Linked DNA regions of Rattus norvegicus: region 2 is linked to region 1. The links are chromatin contacts, called in public Hi-C maps. All regions are on one chromosome and are shown on one strand. The core of a region is the stretch at or near the end of the contact, and the rest is flanking DNA. Distances in the headings are between cores, read along the strand shown.

Region 1 (6,640 bases), core at 997-3,496:
AAAAAAAAAAAAAGAAAGAAAGGTCCCCACACTGTCAGGCCTTGCAGTCTAGTTGGGAAGAACAGAGAGTGCGCTCTAACTACAGTAATCAGAATATTATTTTAGACTCTATGGTCTATATACACTGTGTAAATAACATATCACACAATCAATATAGGGAGTGTCTTCATGGCTGCGTCATACACATGTGTATTTACAGATATGGGAAGAAACAGAAAGAAAGCCATTGAAGAGTACTATTGTTTGTGTGTGAGAGACTTCCTCCTTACCTGCTATTTCATTCTGTCCCCAACTTAATACTTGAGAACATGTCAGAAGTACTGCTGCTGCCCCCCTTCGGTCACCTCCATCCCTGCCCAACTGCCCCAGTGACATTCTAGCACGCATGGGGCCAGTGGATTTGCCTCGGGCCTGAAGATACTGCTGAAGTGAACAATTGGCTCCTTAAAGCTTCCGGCCTGCTGATGACATGGCCTAATGCGGTTCCAGCCCAGGCTTCCAAAGGCTTGTACCAGGCTAGCCCCTTTCCCTACACCCAATGCAAAAATCTCATTAAGATGTGAGCGATGTTTATGTTCAGATTCAGGGAGCTTGAGTTCTGCATAGTTTCTGCATGCGAAATTAAGGCAGACCCGCCTCTCACAGGAGAGGGCACTCTCGTCCGTAAACTCTGCCTTTCTGTGTTGCCGAATAACCACCACAGTAGGGGCACAAACGAGGGCTGGGAAGATGGCTCATGGGCGCCACCTGAACACAGGTGAAAAACCAGACACAGTGTGCTTGTCTGCAGCTTTAGCCTTGTTACATCGAGATGGGAGGTAGAGACAGAATCCCCAGATGCTCTAGAGCCAGCCCGGTATGCACAGCAGTGAAGAAGCGAGGAGGGGAATGGGTCAGCGTAGAGACAAAAACAGAGACTGTCACTGTATGTCCAGTTGAACAGGAGAGAGATAGAGAGACAGACAGACAGACAGACACAGAGAGACAGAGACAGAGAGACAGACAGAGACAGAGAGCATGTGAGTGCGTGCTCATACACACACACACACACACACACACACACACACACACCACTCACACGCATGAACAAATGCGGACAGAGTGTTCAAAGTCTGTGAGGAGCATGGACAAAAGCATCTAAGGACTGTGAGGCAGAGGCAGAGGCAGTGTCACCCACACAGCATGTTTTCACATTCCACAGTGTAGCGTTGCTAGGGCTCCAGGCTGTTAAGACAGGCCATTATAAGGGTCCATCCTGGCCCATGTGTGAAGCAAGGACTTAATTCAGACACTCTACCTTCCTAGAAAAGAGCCCCTTCTTTCCCATCTGGTAGTGACTTTGAGTGACAGACTTTCTCTCAGAATTGTGGGCTATGTGACAGTGTACATCATTTAAGTGACAACAGTGGCAGGGACTAATTTAATTCCATGTTCCTTTCAGGCCCCGCTAAATCATCACTGCAGGGAAAGATAAATTTCACCTTCTCAGGCCAGAATGATTCAAATAACGATGTGTTCTGGGGAAGCTGGGGCTGAAAGAAAGTCTGTTAGCGGGCTTAACAGTGCTTTAATGGCGCTGCGTTAGTCAGCTCTGTTGCCATAATCAAATACCCAAGGTAATGAACTTATAAAGAGTAAAGGGTTTTTGTAGCTCACAGTGTTAGAGGTTCTGGAACATGGTGGAGTGGGCCAAGCATCCGTGAGATGCCAAGTGTCAGTAGGGGAGGGGGCAGCATATGTCAGGAACTAAAAGGAGGAAGAGAGGGCTAGGGTTCCACATTCCCTGCTCCCCCTCCACCCCCCACCCAATAACCTAGCCTCCTCTCCTTGAACCACTTTTGACTTTTCCCAATAGCACCCCCCTGGGGACCAGGCCTTCAACACTAGTGCCTTTATGTGGAACTTTTTTATGTATTTTTTTAAAAATATAGGAGTGCTTTGTCCCAGAGAATTCATGGATTCATGCCAGAAAAAGGACCTCAGATCCCTATATAAATGATTGGGAGCCACCATGTGGTGGCTGGGAGTTGAACTCAGGGCCTCTGGAAGAGTAACTAGTGTTCTTAACCACTGAGCCATCTCTCCAGCCCTTGGGGAGAGTCTTTTGATATCTGTCCTAGTTTCTTTTCACGTCACTGTGGTATAATTCTCTGACAGAAGCAGTTTGAGAACGCTTCCAACCTCCAGCCCACCATAGTGAATGAGTCAAGGCAGCGGAAACTTGAAGCATTAGCCACATTCCATCCGTAGAAAACAAAGACCATAAGCTACTACTTGGCTCATTTTCTCCATTTTATACAGTCCAGGGTTCCTAGAAGGCATTGGTGCCAGCCACGGTGGTCATGTCTTCCCTAGTGTACTCAAGAGAATCCTTTCCAGGCAGGCCCAAGACCAGCTGACAGTTAACACTAACCACCACAGCACCCAGATTGTAGCAAACACATCTCAGAGCTTGTCACAAATGCCCCTGCCTTTAACCCGGTAAATGACTTAGACCAGGATCTTCTAATGGGTCGAGGGAGAACATTAACACGGAGTTGTAACTTCACCTTGACTGAATGATTATTTTTTTAGGGCCCCATGTCGAAAAAAATAATTGATGATGTCACTCCCTGACGTCTGTGAGGAGTTGTTGGGTGAATAGTAAAAATTAAAACTAGACTGTGGCGTCCTGGCTTTGGTAGAATTCGTCAGTCTCAATGAGTATGGAAACTGGCTGATTGATGGTTTTCATCTTCCTCCCACAATCTGATGGATGCTTAGGACAGTCGTTCTGCAGGGTTCTAGGATGATACAAGGGCTGGGTTATGGTAGATGTGAGAGGAGCACCCAGTAGATTTGAGGATACGTAAAATGAACATGGAACTGTTTCCTACAAGAGGACGGTGGTGAACAGGCCCAGAGCTGTAGGGAAATGCTCTTCCTTTGTCTAAGCTCAAAAGTTCTTTGTTCAACCCTGTTCATTAAAAGGATCAGAAGGGCTCTGAGGCAGTAGCTCAGATGGTGGGATGCATACCTAGCATGCTCAAAGCCCTGAGTGTCATCCCCAGAGACACATAAACCAGGCATGGAGCACACATCTGCAGCCCTCTCACTGCACCGGCCGAGGGAGGAAAACCAGAAATTCAAGGTCATCTGGGATAAGATAGTGAGTTCAAAGCCAGCCTGGAGTATTTGAGAATTTATCTTTAAAAAAAAAAAAATAAGTCACCAGAAAATGCTCCTATGACTAGAACCCACATGTCCCTCTACTGTTCACTGGTCCTGTGCTCTCGGTACAAACAAGGAACCCAGAGGAAGTCTGGCTCATGTGACTGGCGGCAAGCAAGCCAGCGGGATTTCCCTACCTCAGTTGCACTCCAGCGCCAGCCAGCGTCTGATGGACGCAGCCATCAGCAGAAACTATAAAAAGCCCCTGTCAGGGAGCAGCCATCCTTTGAGAAGTGTGAATGCAAGGTAATGAGCGGCTTCTGCAGAGACAATTTTATAGGAGCGAGAAATCCAAGTTCGAGCAGACTTAGGCAACGAGAAGGCATCTGCTCCCCCTTCACGGGACACCTGAGAGCAAAGCCCACCACAGCCGCTCCCTCACACAGCTTGGAGAGAGCTTGGGGTTGGGTTTTTTTTTTTTAACCTTTATTTGTTTGAACCCTAATAAACATCCCAGAACTTTGAGTGCGGTCTGGCAAGCTATTGAAAACACACATTTGTCTTTTTCAAATGTTAGGTTCTGGATTCTCTCAAGAGAGGGGGGGGATAGGGGTGGGAGGGACTGGAGAAGACATTCCGGCTGTGCTTGTCACTCATGCTCCACATCAGAGAAGGGAATTTCGAGGGCTTGTATTAGTTACCTTTCTTGTTGCCATGGAGAAATACCTGTCAAGTGATTGAAGGAAGAAAGGGTTTACTCTGGTTCACAGTGTTGCCGGTACCGTCCTTCATGGTGGAGAAGGCCAGGCAGCAGAGTGGGCAGCGGATGGCTGCATGGTGTCCGCCATGGGAAGCACAGGCTTGGACGCTGGTGCTGAGCTTGCAGATTCCTTTCCTGTCAATCCAGGATCCCGCCAGTGGGATGGTGCTACCCACATTAAAGTGGATCTCTCCTCCTCCTCCTCGGTTAAGCCTCTCCAGAAGCCACACGCACAAACACACACGCACACACTCACCCCAGACATATACATATGAGTGCGCGTGTGAACACATACACACAAAGACGTATCTCCTAGATGACTCTAAATCCAGTCAGGTTGACAAGGCAGATTAACCATCATACGGCATTGTTAGCTTGAAGTTTTCATTTCTTAGTCATGCAGCTTGGTGCACACTAAGCTTGGTGGGTGTGTTGGGGGGGAGGCCGTGGGAGAGTATGTGAGAGTGTGGGAACCAACCTCAAATATCATTCCGTAGGATCTTTCCACCTTGGTTTTTGAGACAGGGCTTCCAAGCCTGGAACTTGCTTATTAGGCCATTCCCAAGTATCTGCCTGTCTCTGCCTCACCAGCGCTTGACTTTTTTTTTTCTTTTTTTCTTTTTTTTTTCTTTTTTTCGGAGCTGGGCACCGAAGCCCAGGGCCTTGCGCTCGCTAGGCAAGCGAGCTAAATCTACCGCTGAGCTAAATCCCCAACCCCCAGCGCTTGATTTTTAACCATGCACCTGGGTTTCCCACATGGGTATTGGGCATCAAACTCAGTTCCTCATACTTCTCCACCCAGCACTACGGGCTGACCTATGGCTCCATTCCTTCAAACTGCTTCTTGGTATTCTTTGCGAACACGGAGGCCTAAGAAGCTGATGATGCATGATCTCCTCGACTCTGATCTAAAGTGTGTGTGTGGGGGGGGGCTGACATCAGCATCCTAGGCCGAGCTATCCCAGTTAGTGCTGGGGAGAAATAAAATCAGGATGACTGGGGCTGGAGAGAGAGCTCTTCAGTTAACAGTGTTTACTGGTTTCCGAGGACCAGAGTTTGGGTCCCAGCCTTCAAGTAAGGATGCTTATAATCACCAGAAACTTTAGCCCCATGGGATCTAGTGCCCTCTACTGTCCGCTGCAGGCACCTATTCACATCACACACACACACACACACACACACACACACACACACACACACACACACACGTATGTCCAAGAAAACTAGCAACTCCAGGAAATACCACAGAGGAGGAGAAGGGAGGAGAGGCCACAGAACCTTAGCAATAGTGTGCCTTATGTCCAGGAAATCAAGTAAGGCCCAGACAGACTCTAACTACCTTTTTTTTTTTCTTTCTTCCTTCTCCTCTTTCTCCTCCTCCTCTTCTTCTCTGCCCCCCCCCTTCTTCTTCACCCTCTCCCTCTTCCTCTTTTTCTTTTTCAGCAAACTGCCTAGTTGGGCCAGAGCTGTTGTTCCCAAAATATTTTATGTGACCGAGAAGGCATGGAATTATTACCCATACACCATCACAGGTAAGTCCTCAGGACAGGTCAGCCGCCTGCGGCAAGCACAGGACAGGGCAGTAGTGGAGTCTCAGAGTGGGGGCAGACTCTCTCCATGGGGCTCGTCCGAGGTCTTCCCATTAATGGGCCCCCTGTAGTTTGTCCACAAACAAGTTGATCAGTTGGGTTGTCACTGTTTTACAGTTTCTCTCTCCTCGCAGAGGATGTGGAAATTTTTAATGCCTTTTCTTATAATGCTCTCTGCTCTGAATATTGTATCAGGCACGGCACCCCCACCCACCGACCCTGCCCCAGATCCTGAAGTTTGTGTTGCAGCCCTCAGACACTTTGGGGTCTCAGGATCAGCATCTTTGCAAAGTTCTGTGTTTAGAAAGAAAGAAAGAAAGAAAGAAAGAAAGAAAGAAAGAAAGAAAGAAAGAAAAGAAAAGAAAAAGAGAAAAATCACTGAAAAGATTTCCTATGTGGTTAATGAAATGTTCTACTGGAATTATTAGCCTTTCGTTCTGTTTTTACAATGCCAACATTTCCGGAGCTGGGGACTGAACCCAGGGCCTTGCGCTCCCTAGGCAAGCGCTCTACCGCTGAGCTAAATCCCCAGCCCCAACACTTGGGTTTTTGGTTTTTTTTTTTGTTTGTTTGTTTGTTTTTGGGGGGGGGGGTTCTTTTTTTTTGGAGCTGGGGACCAAACCCAGGGCCTTGCGCTTCCTAGGCAAGCGCTCTACCGCTGAGCTAAATCCCCAGCCCCAACTAGCCCCAAACCTCCCCCCCTTCCCCCCCCCCCCCCCCCCCCCGGAGCTGGGGACCGAACCCAGGGCCTTGCGCTCGCTAGGCAAGCGCTCTACCGCTGAGCTAAATCCCCAACCCCTAGCCCCAAACCTATAGGCTAATTGAATCTTGTCTAACTGACCTGATTTGGCCAACCGCAGGAATACCATGGAACACAGAGATATTCAGTATTTACAGAAATCTAATTCTTGGAAGGTTTCTTTAGCTCATTTTTAATACTTAAAACTTACCAGGAACTGTTTTATCTGTACGGTTTGTTTTCCGTAGACATGGCCTAACTCTTTTTTTTTTTTTTTCCCTCCTTTTCTTTTCCCTCATTGCCATCTGAACGTCTGGAATCAGAATACACGGTAAGTTCATTTAATTTTCAAAAATATTCTGCTTATGATCTGTGGGTTAATTGGAATCTTCTTCATATTTG
Region 2 (6,521 bases), core at 3,134-5,633, 150 kb before region 1:
GTGCACCATTTACTCTGGGAACGATTTTTAAAATTATTACTATTATTACTATATATTTTTGTTTAAAGGTTTATTTTATATAAGTACAATGTCACCGTCATCGAGACACACCAGAAGAGGGCATCGGATCCCATTACAGATGGTCGTGAGCCACCATGTGGTTTCTGGGAATTGAACTCAGGACCTCTAGAAGAGCAGTCAGTGCTCTTAACCACGGAGGCATCTCCCCAGTCCTAGAATTATTATAGGTGTGCATAAATGTGACTTTTCCACGTGTATCTGAGGGCCTTCAGAGCTAGAAGAGGATGTCAGATGCCCTGGAGGTACAGGCGGTTGGGAGCCTCTTGATGTGGGCGTTAAGAACAGAACTGGCGTACAACAATGTCAAGCAACCAGAGCTTCCAGGGACTAAGCCACTACCTAAAGACTATGCATGGACTGACCCTGGACTCTGACCCCATAGGTAGCAATGAATATCCCAGTAAGATCGCCAGTGTAAGGGGATGCCCTGGGTCCTGCTAAGACTGAACCCCCAGTGAACTAGACTATGGGGGGAGGGCGGCAATGGGGGGAGGGTTGGGAAGGGAACACCCATAAGGAAGGGGAGGGGGGAGGGGGATGTTTGCCCGGAAACCGGGAAAGGGAATAACACTTGAAATGTATATAAGAAATACTCAAGTTAATAAAAAAAAAAAAAAAAACATGAGTCTTAACTCAGAAAATAATTAAAAAAAAAAAAAAAAAAAAAGAACAGAACTGGCATCCTCTCTAACAGCCAAGTGCTCTCAACCACTGTGCCATCTCTCCAGTTCCCAATGGCTACTTTTTTCTTTTTAAATCATCTTCTCTCAACCCTTTCTCCTCCCCACTGCAGAGCTAGAAGAAACCAGGTCTTGAGCAGGATGAGAGATCTCCTATTGAACTACACCTCAGCCTCCCCCTCCCCCATGCAACCCCTTTGGACAAGTTGAAAATCAGTCTCTAAACCTCCAACCCCCGAGCTTGCTCTTCTAGAGGCTGAAAGTCAGTCCCAATCAAGTTCGGAGTAATTAGACCCTTGCATAGGACCAATGGATCTTACACTGATTCCTGGTCGCCCCCTCCTCAACACGGCCAAATGCTGGATGGTGGAGGGTTGACATATTTAATCAGTGAAACCAAGAATTCTGTTCTTATCTTTCAGTGACTTCCATAACAAAGTGCCATCTGTCCTAAGACGTGAAGTCAACGCGTGATGCCTTTACTTTCCCTGTGCCCTACCCTCATTTTTACATTCGACCGCCGACAACTGCAGTTGATGGAACCTCTTATCAACCATTACCATGATAGCGTTGCCCTCCGTCACCTTGAAAAGGAACAGGTATGGCTGGGAGGTGGTGGCACGTGCCTCTAATTCCAGCACTCTGGAGGCAGAGGTGGGCGGATCTCTGAATTCAAGGCCATTCTGCTTTGCAGAGTGAGTTCCTGGACAGCCAGGGCTACTCAGAAACTCTTTGCATCCAGAATCATCATCAACAACAACAAAATGGAGGAAGGAAGGAAGGAAGGAAGGAAGGAAGGAAGGAAGGAAGGAAGGAAGGAAGGAAGGAAGAATTGTCATTTATTTGGGGCTGCTGAAGGCAGAACTTGAAACGCTTGCAAGCACCCACTTTTGATCACTAGATGGCACCCTCTTCCCCAAGACTAAATGAGTTATGAATGAACTCTTCCTAACCCCAGACCACGAACCATAGTAATGAATCCTAGCCGCCCCTAATTCCCGCCCAGATTGTTTATGTCCCGTCCTCTCTTCCTCATTCCATCGGGTCCACAGGTTCCCATATGTTTCCTGTAGTATTTACGTTAACACAGGCACCTCTAGTATTGCGTCCTCAACAATTCAGCACATTGCTGTCGGCGTTACTTTCCATAACATATACATGGGTAGTCAATGCTTGGCTTTAAAATGATGTCGAGGGGTTGGGGATTTAGCTCAGTGGTAGAGCGCTTGCCTAGCAAGCACAAGGCCCTGGGTTCGGTCCCCAGCTCCGAAAAAAAAAAAAAGAAAAAAAAAAAAAAACAGTAAAATGATGTCGAGAGGCCAGGGATGGCATGAAGGGTTCTCCGAGAAGGCAATGGGACGGGCAGAAGGATCGAGGCTGAAAAAACGGAGTTTTTTTTTGCAGGCATTAGGATTAAGAAATACTAATGGGCTAAAGTGGGAGAGACAGTCTCAGAGCCTGGAGCATCCTGTTGTCAGGCCTTCAAGGTGCTGGGTTAGAGCTGTGCTTGCACACTTAGTGAGAGCAGGCAATAGAGGCGCTGAGTAAAAAGGGAAAGACAATGCATGGGGGGGGGGGCGTCACCTTGGTAACAGGAGGTGGAAGAAAAGCAGAGTCACCCAGCAGTGTCCGGGTTCCCTGTCCGGGGATTCACCCTCCCATGGATTAGAAAACACTACTGTAGGGGCTGGGGATTTAGCTCAGTGGTAGAGCGCTTACCTAGGAAGCGCAAGGCCCTGGGTTCGGTCCCCAGCTCCGAAAAAAAGAACCAAAAAAAAAAAAAAAAAAAAAAAAAAAGAAAACACTACTGTACTGAATACTTGCAAAGTTTCCCGTCTGTCCTTATTCTCTGAACAAGGTAATATAGCAACTACGTAGCTAGCATACAAGTTGCCTTACACAGTATTAGCAGTCTAGAGATAACTAAAAATGCACAGAAGGGTCTGTGTAAAGGTTATTTAATGCCACTCCACTAAGAGGAAAGGAAGAAGGAAAACAGCTTGTGTTTTTCTTTCTTTCTTTCTTTCTTTCTTTTTTTTTGGTTGTTTGTTTTTGTTTTTGTCTCACAGGTTTCCAGTTCAACTACCAGGTCAAATTTAGATGATCTACCTCAAAGGATGGTGGCAGACTATACTTTTAATCCCAGCACTTGGGAGGCAGAGGCAGGTGGGTCTCTGAGCTCAAGGTCAGCCCGGACTTCAAAGTGAGTTCCAGGACAACCAGTGCTACACGGAGTAACCCTATCTCAAAAACAAAACAAAAGCAAAAACAAACACAGTTCTCAAGGAATTCGGTTTGGCTTTAATTAGCTGCTGTAAATATTTCTGAGCCAACTATGGGAAGCATTTATCTAGAAAATATTTTTTCTTTGTTTCTTTCTTTCTTAACCAAAATATAAGCTAGAATTAGGGTGTCCTTTTCCTAGCAGGGTGGATCATGTTCCCTGAGTTCTAAACTTGGGTCATCTAGACAACTTTAGCCAGAGCCCATTCCCATTATGTTGCTTAGTGACCTACTGAGCATAATTTTAACATCTGTATTATTGAGGCCTGCATAGTCTGCCTTGCCCTATGCAAGCTCTATGGGTGGATACAGGTTTCCGGAGTTCACAAGCACACACACACACACACACACACACACGCACGCACATCTATACGTGAGAGCCAGTGATGCTTACAGATTATCCTCCTATAGGCACTGGATGCATATTTTTTTTCCATTTTTAGGAAAACAAGCTAAAAAAAAAAAGTCAGACAAATGAAAACCAGACTTCAGCAGTTACATGCTGCTTCCTGAGTAACCGAAGAATGTGCTTCTTGTGGTTAAAATGAGAGATCTGTTTAATATGGATGAAATACCAACACCCCAGGCATTTTAATTGACATTTCACTGTGACTTTTTGAACTTAGGAGTGCTGACACGAAAACCTATTCTTTCTGCTCTGGGAAGCTTGCAGTAGGATTGTAGAGCCAGGGAGAAAGAGGTAACAGGCAATCTCAATCTCAATCTCTCTCTCTCTCTCTCTCTCTCTCTCTCTCTCTGTGTGTGTGTGTGTGTGTGTGTGTGTGTGTGTGTGTGATGTGAGCGCGCGAGCATTTATACTTTGTTTTTACCAACACTGCTGGAGGATTCCGTCTTAAAAACATATTAGAAAAACATACTGTAAAACCATCACCTCTTTTGCCCTCGGCCTTGCCTTACCCTATCAGAGAGAAAAATGTTCGCTGTGAGCATTTGTAAAGACGCTCCCACCCCCAAAGTCAAGGGGCACTAGTGCACTTTGGAAACTGAGTTTCCAGAGCGACTAACTCGAGAGCCCCATGGCACCCAGAGTACATTCGAAAACAGATCCCAACGTTGTCAGAGTCCAGGATAGCCCCTCTTTGCGATTCTCTTCGTCGCTAGCCGCTCTAGGTTCTGGGACAGCCCAGGCTGTCTGGCAGCAGACGGGGAGAGACATGCTGTTTTGTTTAAATCCTCCACATTCTTTGCCATTTCCCCATTGGCCGGATGGGGCTACCCTCCCCGCCGCGGCCGCTGCTGATGTCAGCCTCGTCGCTCTCGCTCCTCCCGCACCCACCTCCCTGCCCCAGGCACACTGCAGCTCGGCGCGGACTCTCCAGTCGCGGCGAGCTGGCTGCAAACTCACGGGCACGCACGGAGCTCGCAGAGCCGAGGGACTCGGGGGAGGGGACGCGCGCAAGGCGCTGGCAGCCAACCGCCGAGGTTGAAGACACCCGGGGCCCAGAGCAGGGCAGAGCCCTGGCGGCCACGGTTTCCCTTCTCTCTCTCAGCTGAGCTCCGGAGAGACTCGGGGACTGGCCCTAAAAAAGAGCAGGAAATCTTGTTTACCGCCCGGGGAGAGGAGCCCATCGAGCCTTTGTTTGGAAAGTCAGCATCGCCGGCTCCCGCGGCAATGTGTTCCTGGTGACATTAACCCAGGGTAGACGGGTAGGAGAAAAGGGAGCTCGCCAGGTTCAGCTCTGCTTTCGGAGGAGGATCGAGAGGGCGACTTTTGTGCATTTGTTTGAATTTGTGGAAATCCCTTTTCCCCTTCCTTTTGCCTCTCTTGCCCGCCGCCGGGCATGTCCTGATCTGGTAGCCGCGCCTACCAGCCCGGGGCTGCTGATCGGAGCTGTCTCCCGCGGGTCTCCCTCCCTCAGTGCCTGACTTTGCAATACCGGGAGAGCTGATCTCTGCGAGGAAGGAGGCGGGGGAGTCACAGACACCGGGACCCGAAGCTTGACATGCTCTGGGGCGGACCGGAGGCAGTTAGGAGCTGAGCGCACCACCCCGGCTGCTTCGCTCTCCGGTTCCCAGCGTTTTTGCCCTCCACTGGGCTCCAGCCTTGCTCATCAGTTGGGACGCCCCCTTCTTTCCCGGGGTCCGCGGCCGGCAGGAACATGCTGCTGAAGGAGTACCGAATCTGCATGCCGCTCACCGTGGACGAGGTAGGCACCGCGCCCGGCCTCGCCCGCTTCGGGTCCCCAGCCGCCACCACTCGGCCGGCGGGTCCACTGCGTGCGGCGGGGAAACCCTGGCGCCCAAACCTGGAGGCTGTAAGGGGAGGAGGCTGGGGATTCGCTGTTCCCACTCGTCACCCCGGCAGAGGAAAGGAGGCGTGGGGGTGGGGCGGGGGAGTCCAGGTGAGCTCTTCGGGGACATCTAGAATCAGATTACTGGGGACCACAATGCGTCACAGGGAGCTGTTGCGCCCCCTCCCTCCAATTAAGCAAATGCACAGAGTACAAGACTCCAAGCATGCTCTGCAGCCGGAGTATCGGGGTACCCCGCCGTGGTGATAGCCACTGTCCCCATGTACCCTTTACGAGGTGGGTTTGCAGGGACATATCCCGCGCGGTCGGGATCTGCCGAGAGTCCCTCCTGGGGGCACGTCGGAGGCCTAGAGAGGGTCCGTTTAGAACCAGATTTCTCCTTGTCGCCTCCAGTCTAGGCGCTGGCTCCTGCCCAGTCCGAGCATCCAGGCTCCCTCCGGGACCTGGCTTGTCCTTTGCTGACCGCCTGGCTCGGAAACTTTCTGCGTGTCTCGTTCCTTCCGCGGCGGGGAGCGTGGTCTTAGGAAGAGCCCCAGTGGTGGGGCCCGCGGCGCGGCCACCGGAGGGCGCTCCAGGCCGTCGGGCCCAGCCCTCCCGGCTCTGAGTATCGGGGCTGCAGGGTAGGGGGCTCCCTGCTCAAGGGCTCGGCCTCCACGCGCAGGTCAGCTTGCATTCTTCCGATTCTTCCTCCGCCCCCCCGACCTCCCCCCCTGCCGCCCCAACAGCGAGCTCCGCCATTGAGGAAACGGTGACTCAGTGAGGGTCACTCCGGCCCGGGCTTCGTTTTCGTTCCCCTTTCTCCCCACCTCTTTGGATATTTCATAAGTGCTTTGCGTCTGTCTAGGGCCACATAGCCAGAATATGAAGCCAAACAAGGCAGTTTGAAAAAAGAATCCTGTGGTTTGGTGTGGCAACAAATGAAATCAGCGATCCACGACGTATTTGTATTTAAAACCGGTGCATTTAATCTATCAGACATGTGATCTATTCACTACTTTGTGAAAGGGGCCTTGTGCTTTTGTGTTACTCAGTCAAAGACTATGGCTGCCCCCCACCCCCCACCCTTACCGGGATGGTGGTAGTAATCTTCCTTCGGCATCTGGCGCCTGTGTTAAGGTGAGAGAGACCCTAGGACCCTCCCAGGCAAGATCAAAGTAGCCTAAAGTTTACAAAACACTTGACACTCGACACTGGCTGCCAAAGA

The links. A called contact is a pair of places that touch in the nucleus more often than the background predicts.
Region 2: a Hi-C map of Schwann cells shows a contact between it and region 1, with 5 times the contacts expected there. The contact joins the promoter of Pitpnc1 here to the enhancer-like site in region 1. A contact is called at or near these places in 2 of 12 Hi-C or Micro-C datasets (Schwann cells and mammary epithelial cells) and 1 of 1 datasets of contacts at active chromatin or transcription factors (oligodendrocytes).

The regions. Positions count from the first base shown.
Region 1 is chr10:92,776,252-92,782,891 of GRCr8, reverse strand. It overlaps Pitpnc1 (phosphatidylinositol transfer protein, cytoplasmic 1), which reads left to right. Exons shown (of 10, transcript NM_001427419.1): 3 at 5,354-5,442; 4 at 6,562-6,569. Among named protein-coding and RNA genes, the nearest start is that of Nol11, 140 kb to the right of the region's middle. Within about 2 kb of position 2,246, at least 1 of the 93 cell types and tissues checked has an H3K27ac peak or open chromatin away from gene starts, as enhancers often do. A contact at or near this core is called in Schwann cells, where this site is marked.
Region 2 is chr10:92,926,206-92,932,726 of GRCr8, reverse strand. Pitpnc1 (phosphatidylinositol transfer protein, cytoplasmic 1) reads left to right here and starts at 4,383. Exons shown (of 10, transcript NM_001427419.1): 1 at 4,383-5,212. The coding sequence starts at 5,165.